Regions from separate parts of the Sus scrofa genome. Here region 1 is linked to region 2. The links are chromatin contacts, called in public HiChIP or PLAC-seq maps. All regions are on one chromosome and are shown on one strand. The core of a region is the stretch at or near the end of the contact, and the rest is flanking DNA. Distances in the headings are between cores, read along the strand shown. Region 1 holds the start of TXNRD2 (thioredoxin reductase 2). Region 2 holds the start of GP1BB (glycoprotein Ib platelet beta subunit).

What was found. HiChIP or PLAC-seq counts read pairs in DNA pulled down with a chosen protein or histone mark.
Region 1: an H3K27ac HiChIP or PLAC-seq map of alveolar macrophages shows a contact between it and region 2, with 7 times the contacts expected there. The contact joins the promoter of TXNRD2 here to the promoter of GP1BB in region 2. A contact is called at or near these places in 5 of 5 promoter capture datasets (fetal liver, fetal skeletal muscle, liver and 1 more), 23 of 47 Hi-C or Micro-C datasets (blood, brain, embryonic fibroblasts and 14 more) and 2 of 2 datasets of contacts at active chromatin or transcription factors (alveolar macrophages and skeletal muscle).

Annotation. Positions count from the first base shown.
Region 1 is chr14:51,383,361-51,388,473 of Sscrofa11.1, reverse strand. TXNRD2 (thioredoxin reductase 2) reads left to right here and starts at 3,378. Exons shown (of 18, transcript NM_001168702.1): 1 at 3,378-3,478. The coding sequence starts at 3,400. It also overlaps a transcript of COMT not described here.
Region 2 is chr14:51,258,424-51,263,879 of Sscrofa11.1, reverse strand. GP1BB (glycoprotein Ib platelet beta subunit) reads right to left here and starts at 2,783. Exons shown (of 2, transcript NM_001141985.1): 1 at 2,774-2,783; 2 at 1,977-2,578. The coding sequence starts at 2,783. The coding sequence ends at 1,977. SEPT5 (septin-5) reads right to left here. Exons shown (of 12, transcript XM_001929628.7): 8 at 5,405-5,456; 9 at 4,532-4,628; 10 at 4,312-4,447; 11 at 4,090-4,192; 12 at 3,029-3,988. The coding sequence ends at 3,932.

The DNA.
Region 1 (5,113 bases), core at 2,129-4,628, 120 kb before region 2:
TCTGTCAGCTGCAGATAATTTTGTCTCACTCTGATGCTTCTCCAAAAGCATGTGAACTGGGCTGCAGGCCAGAATACTTCATGAGCAACAAAGAGCACCTGCCTCAGAGACCCACAGAAGAGGCTGTGCAGGGACCTCTGACCAGGGGTCAACCAGAACTCAGAACTCTGCTGGAGAAGCCCATGGGCTCGAAATGGCTAACCCAAGGTCAAGCGGAACAAAATATAACTACAGGAGACTAGGTAAACTGATAAAGGAAGAATACTGTTGGCTGTTTAATGTTCCGTTTTCTGGATATTAAAAAAAAAAAAAAAAAACACCTTTCCCTTTTCTCTTAAGCTATCTCTGACTCATAACAATCTGGTAAGTTTTATTTCTGTAAAGAAAATTAAAGCCTTTATCTTTTTCTTACTGCCTGATCATTCCAAAAACCATAAACTATTATTGAGTATCTACTTTCGTGGCAATATAGTTATCTGTACAGGTTTAATAAGAATCTGTTCTTCTTGTGACAGGACATAACTGAAAACCTTGGTTGTATTACCAAGGAATGTCATATTTGACATGACATGGAGTCAGCTCTGATTAGACAGTTTTAAGGAACCGAGGTCACTTTATGGAACCAAGGCTTACAAAGCCCTCTAGAAAACCCAACCTGAGGCCTGGCAACCAGGGTCCCCAGACTCTCAGAGAACAAAATAGGTCACCTTCTGCAGGCCCAATATCCTGCAAATTGGGGGGGGGGGCTTGAGCAGAGAGGAATTCTACAAGGAATTGTTCACCAAGTCTACAGGTGAAGTGTGATGGCACATTCCTGACTGGATTTCCTAGCCATGGAAACTTTTGAAGTCCAATCTGAGATTCCCTGTAAAAACCTACACTGAGCGAACTTTAAAAAAGGCTCTGTGTCAACTATTATTCTCGGTGCACTTATATGAATAATCAGCCCAAGTCTAGGGAGACCTGAACTATTTTGTAAACAAAAACATGACTGTGATTACCTTCGACCAAAAAGGGAAATGGGAGTTCCTGTTGTGGCTCGGTGGTCAACAAATCCGACTAGGAACCATGAGGTTGTGGGTTCGATCCCTGGCCTTGCTCAGTGGGTTAAGGATCCGGCGTTGCCGTGAGCTGTGGTGTAGGCCAGTGGTCGTCTGTAGGTTGCAGATGAGGCTCAGATCCCGCGTTGCTGTGGCTGTGGCGTAGGCCAGTGGCTACAGCTCCGATTAGACCCCTAGCCTGGGAACCTCTATATGCTGCGGGAGTGGCCCTAGAAAAGACAACAACAACAAAAAAACAAAAAACAAAAAAACAAAAAGGGAAATGACCACAGAGAGCAATTTTGTCCCAGTGGAGAAAATAATACAAACTGTGGGTCATAAGGGTCCAGGCCTGTCCTTCGTGTCTGAGGTCTGACATGTAAACCAGACTGCACTGTCACCTCACATTGTTGCCCCTCACCAAACCCCCAGTTCTTTCTGTTTCCTCAATATCTGCTACAACTCTCCAAATATTCATTTTCCCCATTTTCCTCCCTCCCTCTGGCTCAGTGTCACTAAGAACTAAAAGCCGACTGCTCAGAACCTTCCTGGATTTGGGTGTCCTGTAGCTGCCCTGCCCTCAGGGTCTGACAAAGTCCTGAAAGCTGAAGGCAGACCAGGTGGCAGGAACTTCAGAGAACCCCTCACCACCACCCGTCACATGTGGGCCATTACATTCAGCCATCAAAAATCCCATGTCCCTTGGGCTCTGCACCAGGACACGGGCTTGCCTGCAACTCTGATGTCTATGCCATCAGCACAGATATTCACACTGCAAGCCAGGAAATCCATCTGGCTGCCACTATGGCCTCATCCCACCAACTAAAGATGCTGAGAATTGAACATCCGAAATCTTCTCAACTGGCTGACCTCAGGACTCAAAAACAGGGTTTACTGTTGGCTCCAACCATTCAGCAATGAGATTCTCCCTGACAGACCCCAACCAGGCCCCTCAGAGCCCTCTTCTCCACCTATAAAGGCCTCCTATAAAGACTGGAACAAACACTAACTGTGCCACAAAGCTCAAGGCCACTTCTGCAGGGTAGCCCAGCCTCCCAAGATGCCTGCCAACACTTACTGCTTGCAAAGAAAGCAACCATTGTAGCCGCACCTCCCAGCTTCTGCAGGAAGGCAGGAGCCCAAATTCCAGCTACTGTGTAAATGGGTGTCACATGGACCATGGTCTCTTTCCACTTTTTGTAATTTTTCACTCCCTGACTCTCTCAAGCCTCAATGTCTGCCGCATTTCTCCTTTTATCTTTTTTTCTTTTTCTTTTTCTTTCTTTTTTCTTTTTTTTTTTTAGGGCTGCCCTGCGGCATATGGAGGTTCCCAAGCTAGGGGTCGTAGCCATAGCTCCTTAACCCACTGAGCAAGGCCAGGGATCCAACCTGCGCCCTCATGGATCCTAGTCAGATTCATTTCCGCTGGGCCACCCTGGGAACTCCCCCACCCTCCTTTTAAAGGCCCAGCCCTCTCTGAGTAAGTCTAGAGGGATTCAAGTCCTTCCTCTACTGTGCAGTTACCAGAGTCTGCTGTGTTCTCCTAACTCCAGTCTTCGGGCAAGCCTCAAGGATGCCCCAGGAGTGGAAAGCCCTGGCAAGCAGCAGTATTCAGGAATCCGGCTGGAAAAGCCTAAAAGGCTGGTCTGGGGCAGGTCATACCCCAGCTTCCCCTTCCTGGTGGGGCAGCCAATCTGCTGAAAGGAAAGGCCCAGGGCAGTCCAGGGCCTGCCAGCAGTGCCCCTGGGAGGTGGTTAGGCCCCTTGACCATACCCCACAGTTGTCTCCCTCCAGAGGTCAAGGGCAGTGAGTCAGACTCTGATTCTGAAACCTGGTCCAGGTCCAAGCTCTCCCAGAAGCCACCCTCAACCCCAAGGTCTGAGTCCTGGAGGCTTGTAGTGGCCCCTGTGACCAAGTGGACCTGCACCACGACTCCCCCTCCCTCCCACCACCGGCCCCCATATCAGTAGACCCCACCTCATGTCCAGAGCCCCCACCCCAGGTCAGAGACCCCATCTCAGGTCAGAGACCCCACCACGGGTGGGAGCCTCCCCATGTCCAGGGATCCCGTCCCCGCCCCATGTCCGGAGAACCCCCTCCACCCCAAGTATGGAGATCCCCATCCCAGGTCCGAACCCCCATCCAGGTCCGGAGAACCCCACCCCAGGGGGAACTCCACCAGAGTCCTAATTCTCCCCGACATCCGAGGCGCCCTGATCGGCCCCAGACGCCCACTCCTCGTCTGGACCCCACCTGGTGGACCCTCGCGGGCGCACCCACCTTGTGCAGCCGTCCGTGCAGGCAGCGCGGCAGACAGCCCGGTCTGGCCGAGGACCCAAAGGCTGCGGCTGCTGAGACGATGGCGGCGCTGCGGGGACCTGCCGGGCTCTTCCGGTGGCGCTTGCGGGTCGTGCCGGGAGGGGCGCGGGGCGCAGCAGGTCCTGCGGGGGCAGACGGGGCGGAACGGGCGTGGGGTCGGAGGTCTGAGAGGGGGTCGGGGCTAGGGCGGGAGTCCTCGCGGGGGAGGAGGGGGTCTCCCGCAGGTCCTGCCGAGCGGAGTGACCACTGCCTGGTCCCCCAGCCCAGCGTTAACTAGAGTCCTGGCAGAGGTGATAATGGCAAGGCCACCACGTGCGGGTGCCCTGCACACCCCACGTGCCAGATCTCGCCACCTCCTGCCCAGTCCTAGCGCCACACAGCAGCATGTGCTCAATACATGCACAGGCAGGGAGTCACAGAGGGGACCAAGGGAACCCACGTGTTGAGCTCTGCTGGTGCTGTGGCTCTTCACTGCCCTATGGGGGCTCTAGGGGAGGAGAGGACTGGCTGCTGGACCTCCTGAGCTATCAAGGGTCCTGGGCCAAACCAGATGGAGATCCCATAACTGTAAGCAAGGGGAGGGGGGCTGGGCACAGGGGAGGGTTGGGGCCAGCCCTGCAGGACTGGCTCCCTCAGAGCAGACCATAGGACCACCATAACTGCCATGGCAGTGGGCCACCGCAAGCATGATGCATGCTCCCCACCACATACCTGAACAGGGACCACCCCCCAGACCTCACCCCTGGATGACCCCACAGGGAGTGAGTGCTGAGGGGCTGGAAGAGGGACAAGCAAAGAGCTCCTTCCCAGAGATGGTGCCCAGGGGAGGAGTGGCTGGCCTTTGGCCAGCCTTGTGCCTCCGTGGCCTGGGGAGCAGGGCTAGGGTAGCCCTGCAGAGTCTGGGGAGGCAGTTACCAGCTCAGGAGGTGGGGACGGAGCACTGCTTTCAGTGGCTTTGCTGGCCCTAAGGACCTTGCTGCACATGTCACACCGGAACTTTGCAATGTTTAAAAGCCCTTATGCAGCTGCAGTCAAGCCCAGGCCCTGCAGGCTGGTAGGAGAACTTGACCCTGGCTTCTGTCTCCACACTCAAGGCCAGAGGGGAGCCCCAGGGCCAGGGCGAGTAGGAGCTCACAGGGTGGGGGGATGGTGCCAACACCCAGCAAGGACTCCAGGGTCTGATTTTAAGCCTCAGCTTCCATTTTAGGCCGGAAACTCCTCTGAGCAGGAAGACACCTGCTCTGTCCAGCATGGGGGTGGCCGATGTAGCCCCTGAACAGGAACTGGAGTGACCGTGCTGCTGGTTTTCACCATTCCCGTAACCTCTGCTGCCAGGAAAGAGCATGGAAGGAGGACAGCTGTGTGGATGCTCCCCAAGCTGGCTTGCAGTGGCCTGTGGGCACCCAGGAGTTTCTACTTTCCCCAAAACACCATTCCCTCAGCAACCTGGCCCTACTTGCTGGGCTGCTCTTTGCTGGTTGCAAATCAGGCACCAGGTTCAGAGGGGAGCAGAAAATTAAAGGAAAGTGAGTTCAGGATATAGGGCAAGACAGACCTTTTCAGGCTGAGCCCTGTGTGCAGGGAAGAGGAGTGGTTGTGAGGTGCCCTATGGCGCCCCATGGTGTGAGTGGGTACATCTCCAGCTGACACCCTAAGGGCAGTGCCTACCCTGCCTGCCTGGGGGTCCTTTAGGACCCTTCCCCATTGACAGTTTCCTCAGACCCTCTCAGGTGTTTAAGGGCAGATTTCTTGCC
Region 2 (5,456 bases), core at 1,534-4,033:
GGAACACTGGAGGGGGTGGGAATGCAAGTCCTGGGGAGACCATGAGGTTCAGCTGCCCTGTCATGCAGTGAGTGGGAAGTTCCTCCTCAAGTCTAACCACACTGTGATGCCAGCCTTTTCCCTTCACCAGAGAAGTTTCAGCCTTCTGTATCCTGGGCCTTGGGACCCCCATGCCCACCCCCTCAGCAGGACACTGGCTTGGGGGCCCTCGAATGGGGTGGTGAGCAGTGGAGCTGGGCTCCTGGGACCATACCCCACAGCTCCTACTGGGACCTTGTCCCATAGCCTGGGGGCCCTCCTTCTCTTCACTTGGGGTCACCTAGAACCACCAGGCCACTTTCTCTGGGTCCTGCATTTGCTCCCTGAAGGCCTCAGTGAGGAAGAGAGGGGGTCCCAAGGGCCTTGTCTGAGCTTCACTCCCAGTGCAGCCACGGAGAAAGCTCTGGTGCCCAGCAGGGAGACCCCTCTCTGGATCTGGTCTCCTTCTCTGGGAAGTGGAAACCCCTTCCTGTACCGTACTGGGACAGAATTTAGGGAATGGCCTGTGGACCTTGCTGTGACAGTGACTATTACCTCTGACACCCCCCAGGGCCTCTGGGGGTGCTGGGCCACTCCTTGGGGAAGGTGGGGTGGCAGTTTATCTGTACAAAAGGGGCTGCTGTCCCAGATGTGGTGATAAGGCTGGATGGACGGCCGGACAGTCCCCTGCAGCCCACAATGGACCGGATGCCACACACCTGGCCACAAAGGAGGGAGTGACTCCTGCCTCGCGTCCCACCAGCAGCCCCGAGATAGTATCGGCCATCTGTCTTGTCCCACAAAGGCCAGGACAAAGGCCATGTCAGTGGCAGCCTCCCCGACCGGGTCAGTGGGGCCGGGAGGCTTCCTGTGCCAGGCAGCTGGGGCCAGGCCTGAGGCTCCTCATCAGGGTCATTTGGGGTGAAGAGTGAGCAGCCCTCATTGTTCACTGCAGGCCAGGTGGAGGCCATGCCTAGGGCAGGAGCAGGACCCCAGCGGTGAGGAACGCATCCGCTTCTCTTTGGAGCACCAAGGCCCTTGTTAGCAGCCTGTACCTCGCTGGGGCATCTGTGCAGGATTCCCAGGCCCTGGCTGCTGGGCCTGGACTCAAGGCTGGCACAGGGGAGACCAGGGACCAGAGGCAGTCCAGGCACCTTCATGCAGGAAGTAGGGGGCCAGGCAGAGGACAGGATCCAGAGACCCTTTAACCCTGTGCCTCCTCACCCCTGCAGAGAACTTCTAGGGACCTCGCCTCCCGGCTCTCCAGAGCTTCTCTCTCAGGCGCCTGGGAAGTCCCAGCTGGACTACCCAATGGTTCTCATCATCCCTGTCCAGCCCTGACCCCTGAAAGCTACCTACATGGCATGGTCACTACCACTGGCGAAAATTCACACCCTGAACTGTCCTCAGAGCCACTTTGAAGACCCTAACTCCCAGAAACTGCCACTCCCAACATCCTTTCTTTCTTGCATCTACACTGCTCCTGGGGCCTTCACTGTCCCCAGTGTTCTCTCCAGTATCCCCACTGTCCCCTCAGTGTACTCGATCCCCACAGCCTGGTCACTGTCCCTTGAGTTCTTCCTACTTAAACTTCAGCGAAAGCCAGTGTCGCGGAGTTTGCTCATGGACCTCGCTCTTGCCAGGAGGTGATGTGTGTGTATGACAACGTGATGTGCCCCCTTGAACCAGCCCCTGGACTTTTTCCTCATTTTTGGGAGGGAGAGTTCGGGTCGCATGGTGCACAGGTCCGCCAGAGGGGAGCAGGGTTTATTCGCACTGAAGATGGCATAGGTGGCTCAGCAGGTCTAGGCGGCAGCTGGACCCGGGCCCGCCCCAGCGTCCAGGGCGTGGGTTCCCTCGCCGGCGGTGCGTTCGCAGCAGCAGGGCTCCTGTGCTGGGGCTGCGGAGGCATGTCAGGGAGACTGTGCCAGCGGAGGACGCGCTCGCGGCGGGTCCCGTCAGTAGCTCTGCTCGGTTGTCGCGGGCTCAGCTGCCAGTGGTGTGATTAGCGCCCACCTGCGCGCGATGCGGGCGCGCAGCCTCTGCAAGCGGCACAACAACAACGCCAGCAGCAGCGCGTGCAGCAGCCCGAGGCCGAGAAGCAGGAGCTGCGCCGCTAGTGCCCAGTGGCAGAGCGCGCCGGGCGTGCAGGCGGCACGCAGCTCTTCCTCCGCCAGGTAGGGCAGCAGGCGGCCGCGCAGCGCCGGGGGCGCCGCGCAGCGCAGGTCGCGGTAGGGCTCGCGCTCAGGTCGGTCGGCCAGCCAGGCGCGCAGCGGCACCAGGTGACAGTCGCAGCGCCAGGGGTTGGCTCCCAGGTGCGCGGTACGCAGCGCCGGCAGCGCGTCCAGCAGCCCGAGTGGCAGCGCCGTCAGGTTGTTGCCTGTCAGCACCAGTTCGGTTGTGTCTGGCGGGAAGGCAGCGGGCAGCGAGGCCCAGGTCAGCCCGCGACGCCCGCAATCCACGAGCGTCCCCGCGCAGCGACACGGGGCGGGACAGCCCACGGCCGGGCGGATCGGCGGCGCGAGCAGCAGGAGCAGCAGGCTCAGCGCGCCGCGCGGCCCTGGAAGGGAAGCGCCACGATGAGGCCGGCCAGCGGGCCACCTGACAGGGTTCCTGAGCGCCCCCTACCCCTCAGTCGCCCGCGAGCCTCTCCACCCGACTGCCTGTCGCGCAGGTTGGAAGTACCCGCTGAGTTTGACCCAGGTATCTCTCGACTAAGGCCAAAAGGACCGAGCACCTCCGACCCCAGACTCACCGGAGCCCATGGCGAGAGGATGGCGACCGGCTAGCTCTGGAGCACGAGGCAATGGCCTCAGAAGCAGGCGATAAGGCCGCCCCGCCCCTGCCAGGCTCGAGCGTGCCCGCGGAACCGACCGCAGCGCGGCCTCCCCGCCAGAAATAACCCGGAGGCCGAGCCCGCGGCGCAGATAGAGCGCTATCGCCAGGCCGCCGGCCGACCCAACTTCCGCCCCACCGTTTCCAGGAGTGCAGGGAGCACACGGACACCCTCTGCGAGTTCACCAACATTGTTCTCCTGTCACCAGGACAGGACGCAGCATTCACAAATGAACAAACCGAGAAGGGGGTTCGGAGGCAGGGATCATGCGGGTAGAAGGAGGGGGGGTACCAAGGACTCAGGAACCCAGGGCAAGAGCGCTGGCGAGAAGAGCCCTCCAGCCCCCAGGGGCAGAGAGGGTGGTGCAGGATGGGGGTGCCAGGCTGCCCACCCCCACTGCTCCTAGAGCCCAGTAGGGCCATGGCCCTGGGGGATGGTCACAGGCGTTGACGGGCATCCCAGCCCCCACTTTCCTCCCCAGCAGCCAACTGGCCTCCTTAGGTCTGGAAAGATCCTAATTGCTTCAGCTGCCCAACCTGCCTGCTGAGCTGCCTGTTGAGTTGGTCAGGAGGTAAGAAGGCCCTGGCCACCTAGGCACAGAGTGAGTGTTCCCAAGTTCACTCTGCTGCACCAGGTCAGGAGGAAAGGCCAGGATCCTGGGATCGGCTCCCCTAGTTTGCCTTGATTTACCAGCCCTTCGGAGTAGGGCCTGGAGGCGGAGTGCTGTGACCTCAAAAGTCACCATCCAACTTAGCCCCTGCTCCCCCAAGGCCAGAGAGGGCTGGGGGCAGGGGAGCATTGTCCAGGCCCCATAGAATCAGATACAAATGAGGGGAGGAGCTAATGCTGAGAATAAATTAGGGTTGGCTGGGGGCTGCAACCCCGCGTCTCTGGGTCAGGTAGGGAACAGTAGGGAAAAGTCCAGGTCTGGGCCACTCTGGGGTTGGGGTTGTGTCCAGGCCTGTTGGAGATTCAGATGAATCCGGGGTCGAGTCCAGGCCAGTCGGGGTCCAGGGGTGGGAAGGGCCAGCCTGGAAGTGGGCAGTATATCCATGACAACGTGGGGCTGCAGCAGGGTCACTGGTCCTGCATTTGCTGCTTCATTTTCTGCAGCATCTCCTGCATGCGCCTGAGCTGGGGGGCAGGGCAGGAACAACAGAGGGTGGGGTGAGAAATGCAAGGGGAAGGGCCCAGCCCCCACCCGCAGCCCCAGCTCTCCCCCGCTGCCTGCCAACCTCCTCATCCTTCATCCTGATGAGCTTCTCCGTCTCGGCATCTGGGGTGGGCAGTGGCAGGATGGGGATGGGGCTCTCCATGCGGCTGTCCTGGGTCAGCTTGCTGTAGGGTGGACACCAGGGACACAACTGCTGGGGGCTGGGCTGACCTCCCCAGTATACCAAGGCCCTGCAGCTCCTGTACCTCTGGACAGGATTGGGGGGGGGGAGCGGAGTGCACACCTGGTCATCTGCTGGATACAGTGGGCCCGGTAGTTCTCGTAGTGCACGTCGCACGTCACGTCCTTGAGGTCGTGCATGTGTGTGCGGATAAGCATGTTGCGAAGTTTCACAAAGTCGCAGTGTGCCTGGTTCTCCACTGCGGGCAGGGACAGGCAGTGGGTTGGGCGCCAGCCCAGTGGAGCCTTCCCACCCAAGTGCTGTGCCCCAGGCCTTAACTCACCCTCCACGATCCCCCAGGGGTACAGTCGCCCCCGGACCCGCTGCCCCTTGGCCTCCACCACCGTGTTGCTGCCGATAACAGCGAAGGGTGCGCTCTCCTGGGGGGCAGGTGCAAGGGCTCATGCCCAGTTAGCGGGGGTGTGGGGTCAGTGGTGGGAGGGGGCGTGGGCACTCAGCACCTGGCCGGCCCCTCCAGCATCACCATCAACAACCTCTCCCCAAAGAGATCCTGTTGTTCCCACCTCTGGCCTGTTGCCAGCTGAAGCCAGAGCCTATGCAACTTGCACCTTAGGGTTTTTGCCTGGGCAGTGCCCAAGGAGGAGTACCATCCCCTCCTAAAACCCTCCCATCAAAAATCACTCCCCCTCATGCCTCCCTTCCTTCCCCAGAGCTGAGCCCATGCCTCCCGTTAGTGAGGCCCCTGCTGACTTTGGGGTAAAAGGCCCACCCTGCTGCTGGCCTGGTGGCCACCTGTCCCCAGCTTAGGCTTGCCATTGCCACTATCCCCTGGGGCACCCAAAGCCATGTCCTCCCCTGGAGCTCAGAATTCTTGGTGCTAGGGCTACGTAGGCCTGAGACCACTGGGCCGGCTGGGCCCTTCTGTGGATAAAGCATGGGAAGGGGGCTGAGAGCAGGGTGAGGGTGGGGGCCTGACCAGTAGCTGTGCCTTTCAGTCCTGGCAAGCATTCCTTGACCTATTAACCAAATTGCACATGCCAGATGTGGCGGAGGGGGCCTGGGCAACCCTGGCCCGGCCCCAGGGGAAGATTGTATTGCCACCCAGATCAGTCCTGGGCCTGGGCCTGGGCCCTCCCCTAGGCCTGGTGTCAAAGGCTTCTGGATCCCTCCCCACCCCATGGGGTTGCAGACACACCTTGAGTTCCCGATCCTGCTGCTTGAAGTCCTCGTCCTCGTCTGAGTCACAC